2 separate regions of the Sus scrofa genome follow, and region 2 is linked to region 1. Evidence: chromatin contacts called from public Hi-C data. All regions are on one chromosome and are shown on one strand. Each heading gives the region's core, a stretch centred on a gene start, on an enhancer-like site or on the middle of the called end of the contact. The rest is flanking DNA. Distances are from core to core; before and after follow the strand shown. Region 1 overlaps OAZ2 (ornithine decarboxylase antizyme 2). Region 2 overlaps TRIP4 (activating signal cointegrator 1).

The links. A called contact is a pair of places that touch in the nucleus more often than the background predicts.
Region 2: a contact with region 1 is called in a Hi-C map of omental adipose tissue, with 2.1 times the contacts expected there. The contact joins two enhancer-like sites. A contact is called at or near these places in 2 of 5 promoter capture datasets (fetal skeletal muscle and liver), 23 of 47 Hi-C or Micro-C datasets (adipocytes, alveolar macrophages, blood and 12 more) and 2 of 2 datasets of contacts at active chromatin or transcription factors (alveolar macrophages and skeletal muscle).

What each region holds. Positions count from the first base shown.
Region 1 is chr1:107,333,761-107,338,819 of Sscrofa11.1, forward strand. OAZ2 (ornithine decarboxylase antizyme 2) reads left to right here. Exons shown (of 5, transcript NM_001301326.1): 2 at 1,775-1,929; 3 at 3,019-3,194; 4 at 3,996-4,081; 5 at 4,326-4,715. The coding sequence ends at 4,456. It overlaps ZNF609 (zinc finger protein 609), which reads right to left. Exons shown (of 9, transcript XR_002344510.1): 9 at 4,848-5,059. Among named protein-coding and RNA genes, the nearest start is that of OAZ2, 11 kb to the left of the region's middle. Within about 2 kb of position 2,176, at least 28 of the 83 cell types and tissues checked have an H3K27ac peak or open chromatin away from gene starts, as enhancers often do. A contact at or near this core is called in omental adipose tissue, where this site is marked.
Region 2 is chr1:107,613,166-107,617,640 of Sscrofa11.1, forward strand. It overlaps TRIP4 (activating signal cointegrator 1), which reads right to left. Exons shown (of 12, transcript XM_021093826.1): 9 at 3,873-3,997; 10 at 2,399-2,490. Among named protein-coding and RNA genes, the nearest start is that of ZNF609, 32 kb to the left of the region's middle. Within about 2 kb of position 1,671, at least 3 of the 83 cell types and tissues checked have an H3K27ac peak or open chromatin away from gene starts, as enhancers often do. A contact at or near this core is called in omental adipose tissue, where this site is marked.

The sequences.
Region 1 (5,059 bases), core at 926-3,425:
CTATTCTGAAATAGTAGCATAGTCCTCTGTCATGCCCTTTCTGCTGATAGCTGTAGGTGAGGGGAGATGAGGAAGCCCTGAGGCTTTGCAGAGGAGGCATGAGGTGGTGTAGGTGGTTAACTCCCAGGTGTTGATGCTGCTCTGGGCCCACTGGCACTGCCCTGGGAACTTCATTTTCCAGTGAAATTTCCAAGTGTAATTGCAGGCGTCTATTTGAAATTCTTGAGAGAACAGAAGAGCTGAGCTAGAGCAGTGATGGGTTTGGCCTTAGGTCTCAGCTGGGATGCTTGTCTAGTTCTCTTGGCACTGAGGGGTCTGAGTGAGGTGCGCCTCTAGTTTTTTCATACCATTGCCGTGTTAGGTGTGAGTTCAGTTCTATCGCTCTGAGACTAGGTGAAGAACCCAAATCTGCTACCCCGTGCCATCGAAAGCAAAGGACAGTGTATAGAGTGGTGCCTCACATCATTTTACAGATGGTTTTCAGGGGGACAGAATGGTCTTGATTTATGGCGTTTGCTGGTTTCTGTGGTTTAAATACACCCCCTGTGGCTGATTTAAGTTACCAACATGTATCACTAGTTGCAACTATAGTTGGAGAGAGATTGGGTGAGCTGGCCCCAGCAGCCCATGGCCACACCCTCCCGTGTATGTTCCCCTCTGAGTTCCAGCTGCCCTGTGGCTAGGTGCTGGGGCACTGGGGCCAGGCCTGGTGCTGAGTCATGGTGTTAAATGCACAGACTGGCTTCCTCTTTTCCTTGTTTCACTTGCCCTGGGCCTGTGGAGTGAGCTACAGCTCAGCTTAAAGAGCCAGTAAATTGGATTCATAGAAGGCACGGAGCAGATTTGGAGTCCCATTGGTCCCACCTGAAAAATCATGGTGGTCCAGAAGGGACACACCTGGAGGTGACAGGCGCTCCTTTAGAAGCCCTTCACCCTCTGATCCATTTGATAATTGGCTTCTTTACCCAGGTCCCAGCAGGTGTACCTCCCCTCAGCGACCCCCACGCCTGCAATATACACACACTTGAGTGTCCATTCTGATCACATCACATCAGTATTACCAGAACCCCCACACCCGGGTCAGTTCCAGCAAAGGGTAACTCTGCATTTGGTGGCATGCCAGGGACAAACTCAGATACCATACCACACTGTGTACTGTAGTGTACCTCCTCTCCGGGAGCCAAATCCCTGGATTTGATTCAGTCTTGACCCTAAAGGGATTTGGGTAAGTGACTTCTTGTCTAGTTCCATTGTTCAGATTGAGGAGGCCATCATTGGAAAAGTGGCCTCAGGAGTAGTTCAGGGACACGATACACACTCCATGTGACTTCCTGAGGCCCATATGCCTCTCCAGTCTAAAGTGATTGTGTAGGGTTTGTCACTCTGCCACATGGGTTGTTGAGACACGGTTGGGGTATGAAAAAGAGGGGCCTAGTGGGGGTATGGAGCTGTGGGCCTAGTAGGCAGGCTAGTGTCTGGTTTTTTCCAAGGTCTGTGGGTGGCACAGAGATTTGTTGGCTGTTTGACAGGGGCTCCTCTGGTCAGACCATCCAGCTCAACTCCCCGATCCCTTCTGGGACTCTCCGTGCCTCTGCAGGATGGTGGGTTTCCTGCCCTTTGGGAGAGTCGTTCTAAGAGCTGCAACCCAAAGGCCTGGGGCAGGTGTTGAGGCAGCACTTGCTTAGCGAGAGCCGGGGGCGGGGGGGGGGGGGGTGCCGAGTTAAATGTTTAATTAAGGCTTTGTGTTTACTGTCTCACTTGTCTCTTGCAGTAGTATCTTGCCTTTGAGTAACTGTCCCCAGCTCCAGTGCTGCAGGCACATTGTTCCGGGGCCTCTGTGGTGCTCCTGATGCCCCTCACCCACTGTCGAAGATCCCCGGTGGGCGAGGGGGCGGCAGGGATCCTTCTGTCTCAGCTCTAATATATAAGGTAAGGAGGACTTTGGGGTGGAGGGTTTGGAGCAGCGCCTTCTCTGACACTGCTGGGTGTCTGCTTTCGGGCAGTGGTCACTTTCCTTAATCTTCGGAGTCTCAGGCCAGGCCAGTAAGGAGGACTGGGAAGGACTTGCAGCTGAGGCTGCTGTGAGGCTTTGGGGAGTACAGGGAGGATCCTCAGCACCAAGCAAACACCGTGCCATCCTCTCAGCTTCGGTCAGCACTGAGTGGGAGGGGGAACAGTAAGAGGAGGCTGAGTGGAGGCATGCAGGAGCTCTCGCTGGTGCTACTCCTCCATTCCTCTTGAGAAATACCAAGGGCCAGAAGGAATTTTCCCATTGTCCTCTCGGCATTCTGACTTCTGTCCCTGACCAGACTGGGGGATGGAATAGTCTGGGGTGGGTGGTAAGGAGAGGGATCCTTGCGTCTCACTCCCCCATCACCTTGACTGCCTTTAAATCTTCTGTAAGCCTAGACATTGGCTTAGGTTCTAAGACTCGCATTGAAGGGTAGCAGGGCAGCCGAGTCGTGGGCTCTTGAGACTGTCCTGGTCTTTTGCGCCAGTTTGGGTTGACCTGTGTCCCGGCTGAGCCCTCATGTACACCCTCATTTGTTCCTGAGATTTCTCTTTGAGAGGTGGAAAGGAAAGAGCATAGGGTTTGGAGGGTAAGTATGGGCGTTTAGTCAGGGAGACCCGATTTGAATCTCAGCTCTGCCATTTTCTCACTGTGGAGCCTTGGGTCAGTTGTTTAATTGTTCTGGGCCCCTGGTATCTTGGGTTTAAATCGAGGATACTGATGCCTACCTCAAGTGCTTGCAGTGGTGACTGAAAAATGAAACAATACCTTGCTTGCGCAGTTCTTGGCATGTGGTGGACTCTTGGTAAATACTTCCCTTCCTATCATGCTAGCTTTTAGGCCAATGAATGGCTCCATTTTACCAGCATCTACATTTTCAGCATGCCCTCTATCCCATGCTACCCCGAGGTTGGCCCAAGAGGACTCTCAGCGCCACCCAGCTTAGGGTGCCTCTGATGTGGCCAGAAGCAGTAGTGACCTGGTCCTCTGACCTGATATCCTCCCAGGACGAGAAGCTCACTGTGACCCAGGACCTCCCTGTGAACGATGGAAAACCTCACATCGTCCACTTCCAGTATGAGGTCACCGAGGTGAAGGTCTCTTCCTGGGATGCAGTCCTGTCCAGCCAGAGCCTGTTTGTAGAAATCCCAGATGGATTATTAGCTGATGGGAGCAAAGAAGGGTAAGGAGCACATGTTGGGAAGGGCTGGCAGTCTACTCTAGAGAAAGGTGTATGCTTACTGGGGACAGCAGACGGGTAGGGAGTCTGCCTTCTCCCCTAGCTCTAGGCTGCCCAGGTATATAGGATTCTGTAACAGGTTATTTTTAGCCAGTAAAACAGGCTTGTTATAATGAAAGCAGATCATCATCACATTAACCATATTCCCATCATTGAATCACCGCATGGTTCAGTCTTCCCAGTGGACATCAGACCCTCCTTGAGCCACCATTACAGTGGTGCACTTGGAAGGCGAGGAGCTCAGAGATACAGTGGTATCTCATTGGATTGGGCAAGGCCTTCCAAGCTCCCAGGTGTGTAAGAAACAGTCCTGAGGATGGAGTTCCTTTGAACGGCTCCGCCCTCTTGAGGAAATCCTTTTAGGCAGTATTGGGGCCCAGAGTCCTCTCAGCAGCAGATGTTATCATCACACTTAGCAGCTTTGGAGGACCCCTCAGAAACTGAGTTCTATTCCTGTAGGTCCCATCCTTTCTTGTAGAACTGCATTAGTTAAATTGGTTAGTGATAATTTTAGAGGAAGAACCTTTACTCCAGGAAGAGATGATTCAGTAACATTTTTCTTAGGGATTGTGGCTTACTTTTTTCTGAACTCAGGGCTCCTGAGTTCTTCTACTCCCCAAAGCTTTCCTGTTCACAGTGCTGGGTGTAAGCCTCAGAAAAGCCTTGTCGGGGGGTGGGGTTTGGGGGCTGGAGCAAAACTTTAGAGCGGCAATGGGCCTGAATTGTTTGCTTTGCTTCCTGCAGATTGTTAGCACTGCTAGAGTTTGCTGAAGAGAAGATGAAAGTGAACTATGTCTTCATCTGCTTCAGGAAGGGCCGGGAAGACAGAGGTGAGTGGATGGCAGAGCAGCTTGAGACCTGCTGCCTAGGCTGGGGAGAGGAAAAGGGGGCTCTCGAGAGCAAGGCTCCTGAGCTTGGCCTACACACCCTGGGAAGTCATGGGGTTGGGAGTCTAAATTTAGTAGAGGTCTAGTGCTTATTTATTCCATCTTTGTTTTTTGAGTTTTCCCTTGATTTGACCCTACCTGTGTTGTTTCTTATCAGAACCCTTTTTTATACTCTTCTCTTCTACAGCTCCACTCCTGAAGACCTTCAGCTTCTTGGGCTTTGAGATTGTGCGTCCAGGTCATCCCTGTGTTCCCTCTCGGCCAGATGTGATGTTCATGGTTTACCCCCTGGACCAGAACTTGTCTGATGAGGACTAATGGTCATAGAGGATGCTTTGCCCAAGAGCCGCAGTGGGGGAAGAGGGGAAGTTAGGCAGCCCTGGGACAGAGGAGGGGGCTCCTTGCTGTCTAGGGAAGGACGCTGAGGGGCTCAGGGTGAGGGTTGCCTATTGTGTTCTCAGAGTTGACTCGTTGAAATTGTTTTCCATAAAGAACAGTATAAACATATTATTCACATGTAATCACCAATAGTAAATGAAGATGTTTATGAACTGGCATTAGAAGCTTTTTAAACTGCGCTGTGTGACGTGCTCTGTCTAGCCTAGGGGAGGACATTGCCTAGAGGGGGCGGGACTGTCTGGGTCCAGGGGCAAGGTGTGGAGGGCTGGTGGGACAGCACTGTCAGGCTCAGGTGCCCCTGCTGTTGGGCTTTTTTTTTTTTTTTTTTTTTTTTTTTTTTGGTTTTTAAGCTTGTGTATTTTCTTTCCTTGCTTCCTGTCACCTTGGGATCTCCTGAGTATAGGCTTTTCAGCCCCTGGGCAGTGTCCTTGCATTGTTTTTTTGACACTCCACCTGGGCTTCTCTCTGTGCATTTGTGTCTGGCCTGGAGAAAGCAGGTCTGACCCCTCTTATAGCTTAGTG
Region 2 (4,475 bases), core at 421-2,920, 280 kb after region 1:
GGATCGAACCCGCATCCTCATGGATACTAGTCAAGTTCGTTTCCACTGCACCACAACAGGAAGTCCCTGAGTTCTTTTTTTTTTTTTTTTTTTGCTTTTTAGGGCCACAACTCGCTGCATATGGAGGTTCTAAGGCTAGGGGTCAAACTGGAGCTGCAGCTGCTGGCCTACACCACAGCCACAGCAATGCCAGATCCATAACCCACTGAGCGAGATCAGGGATCAAACCCACATCCTCATGGATCCTAGGCGGGTTTGTTAACCTTTAAGCCATGAAGTGAACTCCCTGAGTTTCCTTTTAGAATGCAAATATCCTAAGAAGAAAATATAATACATTAATTATACTAAGCTCTTCATGAGTCTCTAAAACCCTATACAACATAAGGAATTTTTTTTTTTTTTTTTTTTTTTTTGCCTTTTCTAGGGCCACTCCTGCAGCATATGGAGGTTCCCAGGCTAGGGGTCTAATTGGAGCTATAGCCACCGGCCTACACCAGAGCCACAGCAATGCCAGATCCAAGCCGCATCTTCAACCTACACCACAGCTCAAGGCAACGCCGGATCATTAACCCACTGAGCAAGGTCAGGGATCGAACCTGCAACCTCATGGTTCCTAGTCAGATTCATGAACCACTGTGCCACGATGGGAATTCAGATGTAAGGAATTTTTATAATTATTACTTCTAGGCTGAAAAAAAGAAGAATGGAAGAGGAAAGAAGATATTGAAAAAATGCACAAAAGGTCCACAGAAAGAAGAGGCACAAGTGTATGGAAAACAAAGGGCCTCTGCATGGCTATAGTTTTGCCTAACTCTGGATCAGGTATTAAGGAAAGAACAAAAGGGTAGGAGTTAAAATTCATACCAAAAGGCAAACATTGTACTCATATACATGAAGTAATCAGAAAAGGGCTTAGGAGGCAATCCACAAGAAAAAAACAACAAACACAAAACTAGAGGCTAAAACTACCTGCTAAAATCTGTGAGGAAGGGATAGAAAGAATGAGATGAGTGGGAACAGTTTTTGTTTTGTTTTGTTTTTAAGCAGACACTAACAGCACTAATGAAAGGCAAATAAGACTATGGAAAACAAAGAATAGACTGGGAAAACTAAGCTAGGAAGAACATTTTCTTAAGCCCAGTGGTGGAACTCCTACAGCATAAAGTAACTGTACAAAAACACAGGAAAACAAGACTGTTAGGTAAGACACTTCATGCTTCAAGATAGACCTTCCATTGTGGCTTCCTGCTAATATGTGTCCAAATGTTAAGCCTATAAGTTTTTCAGGAGTTCCCATCATGGCTCAGTGGAAGCGAAGCTGACTATCATCCATGAGGATGTGGGTTCGATCCCTAGACGCACTCAGTGGGTCGGGGATCCGGCATTGCCATGAGCTGTGGTGTAGGTTGCAGATGCAGCTCAGATCCTCCATTGCTGTGGCAGTGGAAGGCCAGCAGCTATAGCTCCCATTCAACCCCTAGCCTGGGAATTCCATTCACCATGGGTGCGGCCCTAAAAAAGAAAAACACTCAAGTTTTTCTAATTAAGCTAAAGTCCTTCAGCTCCCTCTGCTGTTCAAATAGGTACTTTAGTTACATCACTTCAATCTTTAGTAATTAAAATAAATAGAAATACATACAAATATGTACATACAGGAGTTCCCGCCGTGACGCAGCAAACCAAATCTGACTAGGAACCATGAGGTTGCAGGTTCAATCCCTGGCCTTGCTCAGTGGGTCAAGGTTCCAGTGTTGCCGTGAGCTGTGGGGTAGGTCACAGACGTGGCTTGGATCTGGTGTTGCTGTGGCTGTGGTGTAGGCCAGTAGCTGAAGCTCCAATTAGACGCCTAGCCTGGAAACTTCCATATGCCGTGGGTGTGGCACTAAAAAAAAAAAAAAAAAAAGGCAAAACAAACAAAAATATGTGCATACAAACATACACCCAAATCCAGGAAATCAGAGTTCAAACATACTTGTCTATCACAAATTCTCTGGCCTGGACCAAATGGTTCAAAATAAGTAATAACAAATTCCTCCATTCCCACTACATAATTAAAATAATCCTAGAAATAATGGAGGATTTCTTTGCCAAAAGCAGCAAACTTTTATTGAAGCATGAGGACTCTACACTTATTAGCTAGATTGTGACAATAGCTTTTTAGGCAGAAATATATATGTACCAGTCCTCTCTCTACTAGGTACAAAGCATCTCTATGTCTTTCTGCTTCTGCCATGGTCTTTTCTCTCCCCAACACCTTCTCCTTAAAAGAGTCTCCTCACCTGTCTAAATTTGGTTTTCCAGCACCTTCCTATCTATAGGATATTCTGAGTTGAAGGATCTACAGATTAGTTATGGTGGCAAACAAAGCAACCATTCAAGAGAAATATTTTTTACTCACCTGATCTTTAAATTGCTTCTGGGACAAGCAGTCAATTAGGTCTACACAGCCCAGAAGACAACCCGATGGATAGTCATTTGGAAATTCCACATCTGAATCAAGAATAATAGAAAGATTACATAAATTTCCTTTTTTTGTGACCCTAGAACTCACAAGTTTGTTTTCAACTCTGAACAAATCACTTTGTCTATTATCTATTTGTAGACAAAAGGAAAACAATGAGGCTTTTTATTTGGTTCAATTGTTTGTATTTTAGAAAAAAATTTACTGCTTAGTCCACTATCCACAACCCACAACTTTATTCCAAAAAAATCAACTCTACTATACTCAACTAGATCAGACTGGATTTTTTTTTTCCTTTTTTTCTTTTTTTTAGGGCTGCACCTATGGCATATCGAAGTTCCCAGGCTAGAGGTCCAATCAGAGCTACAGCTGCCAGCCTACGTCACGGCCACAGCAACACCAGATCTGCCATGCCTGTGACCTACACCACAGCTCACAGCGACGCTGGATTTTTAACCCATTGATCGAGGCCAGGGCTTAAACCAGCATCCTCATGGATACCAGTCAGGTTCGTTATTGCTGAGCCATAACAGGAACTCCCCAGACTGGATTTGGTGGTGATGGGTTTTAGAAACAAGCCAGAGGTGTCAAGAGAAAAATCACAGAAATGTAGTAAAAAACATAAGAATGTCAGAATATGACTTTAAAAGAACCCAGTCATATCAGTCAAAACAGAAATGAATTTTTAAGGAAACATGCACTTTTGATTCCTAAAGCTTGGTTTCTTAACTTTTAAAAGTGATTCTGTAATTATTGTCTCATTTTACCTTCAAAACACCTGTATGGCTGAAAAGGAAGGAAACCAAGATACCCATGGGTCAAAAGTGTTTTTTAGGACCCAAATTGAGTATACTTAAGATGATTCCCAAAACTCACTGCCTAAGGCAACCAACTTTGATCTGTCCAAATTTGATAGGAGATATCTATTTGGGTCACTCCCAGTAAAAAATTCTTATTTGTGGTTGTTCTTTCCAATCTAAAGATCCTAGAATTTATAGTAGTTACTTTATTCTCATAATTTAAAAAGTTGAGAAAATTAAGACCAGTTGGTTGATTTCTGGTGTTAGGAACTAATATGAAAAAAGAAAAAATAAGAAAAGAGGAGTTCCCGTTGTGGTGCAGCAGAAACAAATCCGACTAGGAACCATTAGGTTTCGGGTTCGATCGCTGGCCTTGCTCAGTGGGTTATGATCTGCTGTTGCTGTGAGCTGTGGTGTAGGTCGCAGATGTGGCTCAGATCTGGCACTGCTGTGGCTCTGGCGTAGGCAGGAAGCAACAACTCCAATTAGACGCCTAGCCTGGGAACCTCCATATGCCATAGGTGTGGCCCTAAAAAGACAAAAAGACAAAAAATGAATAAATAAATAAAAAAGAAAGTAAGAATGACATTAGAAGAATATATGGCTGTTACCTTTTCCACGAAGAACAAGATAGGTAGTCTGGAGTTCTGAGACTTCTTGAGGGGAAGGTCTTTTGGCTGTGGCTGCTATCCAAAGTCGTCCTCTGTGAGGGGTGTACCAGCTTCTGCCCTCCACCCTTAAATACAAATTTAGTAGAAAAAAAAATCTAAATTTTAGTGTCTTGGAGGATCTCATAACATATAGCATATTATCCAGTTGAACCAAGAGATCTATAGATGATACCAGGAGGGATACTTTTGGTGAAAAACATTTCTCCTGTAATACCTTTCACTTGAGAGTGAACCCTGTTTTCTAGTTTTTCCTATCATCAGAACAAAGACAATAATTGTCACAGTTCCTATATTTTACCTGATCTCTGTAACTCTGAATTCAAGCTTTCATTAGCCTTAGGACTTCTACAATCCAAATTTCTATTTTCAAGGCATCCAAGTTGTACCAATAAAATGAAAATCTTTGCCTTTAAAGTCATGAAAGATTTGCTACTTAATTATTCTTCAACCTAACGGAAAAATCCTTACCTACACACTAGCTCCCCAAAGCTATTACTTTTTTTTTTTTTTTTTTAGGGCTAAATCCGAGGCATATGGAAGTTC